Linked DNA regions of Rattus norvegicus: region 1 is linked to region 2. A link is a contact called in public Hi-C data. All regions are on one chromosome and are shown on one strand. Each heading gives the region's core, a stretch centred on a gene start, on an enhancer-like site or on the middle of the called end of the contact. The rest is flanking DNA. Distances are from core to core; before and after follow the strand shown.

Region 1 (2,700 bases), core at 15-2,514, 150 kb after region 2:
AGAAGTCTTCTACCTCTTTCTTGGGTTGCCTTTTCCAGCGCCTAGCTGAAACCTTTTTCTCTCGGGTGTTTTGAAAGCAGGATACTATGCATTGACTGGTACGAACAAGGGCAGTAACTTCCCAGGCCATTTGGCATCCCTGGCTTTCTCTTTGAAGAAAATGTCCCCAGGGCTAGTTTGGGAAACAGGCTGAGTGAGTTGGGGGTCGACAAGTTGGCGGCGACCAAGCATCCTCCGGGCAGGTCCCGCGGGCGCAGCTGTGCGTGCGCCGCCGAGGGTGGCGGCGACAGGCACCCCGCCCTTGGCCGCCGCCTCGGCGTGTCAGGTGCCGTGAGAAGCGCGGGAGGGGCGGCCGCGAGCAGCGCCCAGGGAGATGACTGGAGCCGACTTCCCAGAAGCGGCGCACGCAAGGCACAGCTCCGCACGCAATGGGGAGGCGACAGCAGAAACTTTTCAACCCAACCGTTTGCTGGCGTACAGAGCTGCCTCCTCCTCCTCCCACTCACCGCCCCCTCTCCGGTCTGGCGCTCCAGGACTGCCTCCAACACCCAAGCTTGGAACACTGCCTGGGGCGACCTGAACTGTCACGCATGTCCAGCAGGTGGCAGATTTCCTGTCGTTTCAACGCGGGAAGCCTTGCCTTCTGAGAACTTTGTGTGCAGAAGGATGGTGCACGCCTTTGCGAGGGGGGTGGGGCGCGGAGAACTTACAAGGTTTCCAGATCTCAGAGGTAGAAAGAGATCCATGCACACAAAGGGCCACGACTGGAGCGCCAAATGCTTTGCAAAACCTTAAGATAAATGCAAGGCAAACCAAGGTGTTCTGTTCTTAAAATGGCAAGTTTCTTTTCCTGGCTCGGTGCCTAAGGATCATGAGCAAGGCACCAAGCTCGAGTCACCTGGAGGAGGAGGGCGTGCTCTTGGTTGCGCTTTGCCCCAGCGCGCAGAGGCGTAGGAAATTCTGGGGAAAGCGTGGGGGTCTTCACTAGGGAATGACTGACGACAAGCTGTTATCGCCAAAGGAAAACTTTACAAGGCGGCTCCTAATAAAGTTGCCAGCTATTGTTTCAGAACAGTCCCGGCCGGCGGCGCAGACGTCCCACTGGACCACCCTGGGTCACCCTGAGCACAGACTTGAGACCCAAGTCCCAGATCTGTGGACTTTCGCAGTGCGTCCCGCCCCTCACGCCCCACCCCTTAAGGTCCCACTTCCTCCAGTCTTTAAAACCCCGGAGTAGAGGGATGGCGTGTCGCCTCTGGGGTGCGTTGCAGACACCTCTGCGACGCCAGCTTGAAAGCCGCCGGCGGGCTGGGATTTAGCTCCACTTTATCAACTCCCAACCCCTCACCCATCTCAACCGCAACTCCAACTCTGTGAGAAAGTCCTGACTTTGCGGAGCCCCAGGTGCACTGGAGCTCAGCAAACTTGAGACACTTCCCCCCTGTCCTCCATCCTAATCTAAGTTTAGGTTCTGACTGAGCCAAGAGTGGGTGCTAAAGCAGCGGGCCTCAGGTGTCTAGGACTCCGGGTCCTTGGGGACTCTCAGGTTGAAGTCTTGCAGAGTCTGGGCAGAGGCTCCAGAGCTTCTCCCAGACCCCACTGCTCTACACCGCTGGAACCGCGCTTCATCGCAGGTCAGTCTGTCCACGGAGCCACCTTCCCGAGCCTCTTCAGAGCAGCAGTTCTTGAAGGTCAGGGGTTGGGCATTAGGTACTTTAAAAGAGACCCGCCCGCCTGTGTCTGCCATTCACTCGCATGTGTGGGAATTCTGGGAACCGTTAGGCAGCCGGGGATTTGGAAGCTGGTACGTCTCTGCTGGAGGCTGGGTTGGGTACGAAATGTAGTTTTAAGCATCTTGCCTAGAAAGCCAGTCTTTACCCGAGCTATGCACCGCTTCTCCTCTGCTTAACCCCAGTCTGTAGCCCCCATGCTGGGACTGAGACGCGGGGCGTGGCGGGGGCGCTCTTCATTTCCTTTGCACACCTGAGTGTCACGTTTTGCCTTTGTGTCCCCAGCATGGCCACCAGCCTTAGTGCAGACAGTCCACAGCAGCTGAGCTCGCTGTCTACCCAACAGACCATTCTTCTGCTACTCGTTTCGGTCCTGGCCATCGTGCACTTAGGCCAGTGGCTGCTGCGCCAGTGGCGACGGAAACCGTGGTCCTCGCCCCCGGGTCCCTTTCCTTGGCCATTGATCGGAAACGCGGCGTCTGTTGGCCGGGCATCGCACTTGTACTTCGCTCGCCTTGCGAGGCGCTATGGCGACGTTTTTCAGATCCGTCTGGGCAGCTGTCCCGTGGTGGTGCTGAATGGCGAGAGTGCCATCCATCAGGCTCTGGTGCAGCAGGGCGGCGTCTTTGCGGACCGGCCTCCCTTCGCCTCTTTCCGTGTGGTGTCTGGTGGCCGCAGCCTGGCGTTCGGCCACTACTCAGAGCGCTGGAAGGAGCGGCGACGTGCAGCCTATGGCACGATGCGTGCCTTCTCCACCCGCCACCCGCGCAGCCGCGGTCTCCTCGAGGGCCACGCGCTGGGAGAGGCTCGAGAGTTGGTGGCAGTGTTGGTGCGGCGCTGCGCCGGTGGCGCCTGCCTCGATCCGACGCAGCCGATCATAGTGGCGGTGGCTAATGTCATGAGCGCTGTATGCTTCGGCTGTCGGTACAACCACGACGATGCCGAGTTCCTGGAGCTGCTCAGCCACAAC
Region 2 (2,768 bases), core at 154-2,653:
CAAATAGACTTCTCGGTTGGAGTTTGCAGGAGCGAAGAGCCTGACAAGGCTAAGTAAAACTATGTGGCTCTCAGTGAGTGGCCCTGTCCCAGAATGTGACATGGAGGGCTTAGGAAGTCAAGGAGAGGGCAGTTGTCACTGTCGTGCCCATTTATTGACTTTCCTGTCAGCCAGCTTCCTGTGAGTCTTGTCCCCATTCTGTTGCCAAGCATAAGCAAAAGTCATGCTGTGCAGACACAGAGGATAGAACGTGACGCAATTCTGACACATTCTGACACCCTGTTCATGCCATCTCCCATCACTAGGAAAATGAAGCTTTCCTGAGACTCGGCTGCCGCATCTTTTGCTCTTGCATTATTTTTCTTGACTTGGGAGTTCATCTGGGTCCCTTTCCGTTATGAAAGCAGTATGATAGACTTGCTGAAATTCTGCTTCAGCCAACACCATGACGTGTGGCCACTGAGGATACTATAGGTAGCCCCCAACTCTAAAACTCTGAACTTGTGGGTCATGACCCCTTTGAGGGGTTCAGCAACCCTTTCATAAGGGTAGACTGAGAACACTGGAAATATCAGATATTTACATTGTGATTCATAGCAGTAGCAAAATTACAGTATGGAGTAGCAACAGAAAGAATTCTATGGTTGGGGGTCATGACAACACGAGGAGCTCTGTGAAAGGGTGGCAGCACTAGGAAGGTCAAGAACCATTGCTCTAAAAGGGGACACCTGCTTCCCCCACCTGTGGCTCCTGCAGAGGCCTGGAACTCACTATTTAAAGGAGCTAGAAACTCAAATTGGAAAAATTCATCACAAAACCAGCATATGACGTCATTCAAAACAGGCTGGAAGAGACAAAGCAGGCCATCTCGTAACTTCTGGTAACTATACTTTCTAAAAATTATCTGCCCCAGGCACTCCTTCCTGAAAACCTCATAGCCCTAGTCTGACAGATTCAGACCAAAGTGAACCGAGGCACCTCCTACCAAACACTGGACCAAGGCTCTTTAAAATCATGAAGACTGGCAAATGAGGAAAGTCAGACTGTGTCACAGGCTGGCTGAGACTAAGACGTCTTGACTCCCCAGTTGTCTGAACAGCACCCATGCAAGCATTCACTTGTCCATTCTGACAAAGGCAGTGAAAGCTGCGACAGACTGCGGGCACAGGGGGATTCTCTGCCCTGCATTGGCAACCTTTCTGCAAATCTCAAGTTATTTAGAAAGAAAATAGCTCATTAAGGACAAAAGTTCCCTTCTAAGCCCAAGATAACCTTTGGCTGTTATGATTTCAAGAGAAAGATAGGTTTCCAGCATCAAAACAAACGCTGTCCTTGGAAGCATCAATCACACAGTGACGAGTTGCGTGGTCATTTCCTTTGGAGCAGATGGTGCCAAAGACTCCTAAAGTGGGGCCGTAAGCACGTGGCTCCTCTTGCAATGGCCCTGTGCAAAATGTCTTCTCTCCTGTTGGTGAAGAGTATTCGGTGCCCTCTTTGCACTCTGACTGCAAAAGGGTTCAGAATTCATAGGCAGGGGGTTGGGGAGATGGCTCTGTTGGTAAGACATTTGCCTTACAAGTTGAGGACTTGAATTTGGATCTCTAGAATTCAAGTTTTAAAAACAGTCCTGTGTGAAGCATACCTGGGATCCAAGTGCTGTGAAATGGGAAGCAGAGACTGGGGGGTCTCCATGGGCTTAAGAGCCAACCAGCCTGGCCCATGTGGTGTTCCAGGCCACTGAGAGACAAAAGGTGGAGGGCACCTGAGGGCCAGCACCATAGGTTGTCATGCCATGAATACACCCCCACACATGGATAACCCTCCCCACCACATATACGCGTATCACTTGACCTAGGCACAGTCTGAAGGCTGACATTTTGCTTAAAGTTATCTGGTTTGATCTGCTAAGCTGTGGCTTGGGGTTTTGTGAGATGAGATTCAAAAGCTCTTCCCCCTTTCACTCCCATAAACATTCTCAGTGTCAAGAAAATTGATGCTCCCTCCACAGGAATGATATCACCCTGAAGAATTCCCAGGCAATTATTCCTCCTTGCAAGGAAATAGCCTCTCCTTTCAGGGCCCAATCAAGCAACCACAAATCAAAGATTGTTGGATATGTTCCACTAATAGCACAGAAAGCCATTCAGCTGGAGTCATCTGAAGAGGGAAATGGCTTAGATATCTGTGGTCTCACAGGAAAAGCTTCTGTAATGTCAGTTTGCAGTTACCAAGTGGCTCAGTGGAGTCAAGCATCAGATTTCTCAGAGCGAGGGGTTATTTATTACCCACAGAACCATCAGACTTCCCCTTGCAGAAAACCAAGAGTCTTTTCAAGATGAAGTAAACATTAAAGGAGAAGCAACACATATGAATGCCTGCTTTCTAGTTCCCGTTGTGTGAAGGGAAGGGAGGAGGTACCTTCTGGGGTTCTCTGCAAACTCCTCAGGATTCTTCCTCCTTCAGTCTTAATTAATGAAGTTGGATGCACTAGAAACATTCCATTGGGTTGAGGCCCAGCTTCCAAGACAGTCTCTACTCAAATGAGGTCCTATATCAATCACTGTTATTAATCTAACAGAAGCACCTATTTGGCTGGGGTAAGAGGACTTCTTCCTACTCTCTTTCTTTGTGATTATTAAGGACTGAAAACTCCATGAATCCATAGCCTTGGCCAGAAGTGGGCATAGTACCCATTCCTCTGGTTGTAGTGGTTGGTTTAAAGACAGGACATGTGACAAAATCCTGTCCTATCAGATGCCTTTCCTCAG

What was found. Hi-C and Micro-C count contacts between places; a contact is called where the count stands out from the background.
Region 1: a contact with region 2 is called in a Hi-C map of the A7r5 cell line, with 4 times the contacts expected there. The contact joins the promoter of Cyp1b1 here to the enhancer-like site in region 2. A contact is called at or near these places in 8 of 12 Hi-C or Micro-C datasets (the A7r5 cell line, the Rat2 cell line, hepatocytes and 4 more).

Annotation. Positions count from the first base shown.
Region 1 is chr6:21,093,301-21,096,000 of GRCr8, forward strand. It overlaps Cyp1b1 (cytochrome P450, family 1, subfamily b, polypeptide 1), which reads left to right and starts at 1,265. Exons shown (of 3, transcript NM_012940.2): 1 at 1,265-1,634; 2 at 2,016-2,700. The coding sequence starts at 2,017.
Region 2 is chr6:20,944,613-20,947,380 of GRCr8, forward strand. No RefSeq gene overlaps it. Among named protein-coding and RNA genes, the nearest start is that of Atl2, 55 kb to the left of the region's middle. Within about 2 kb of position 1,404, at least 6 of the 93 cell types and tissues checked have an H3K27ac peak or open chromatin away from gene starts, as enhancers often do. A contact at or near this core is called in the A7r5 cell line, where this site is marked.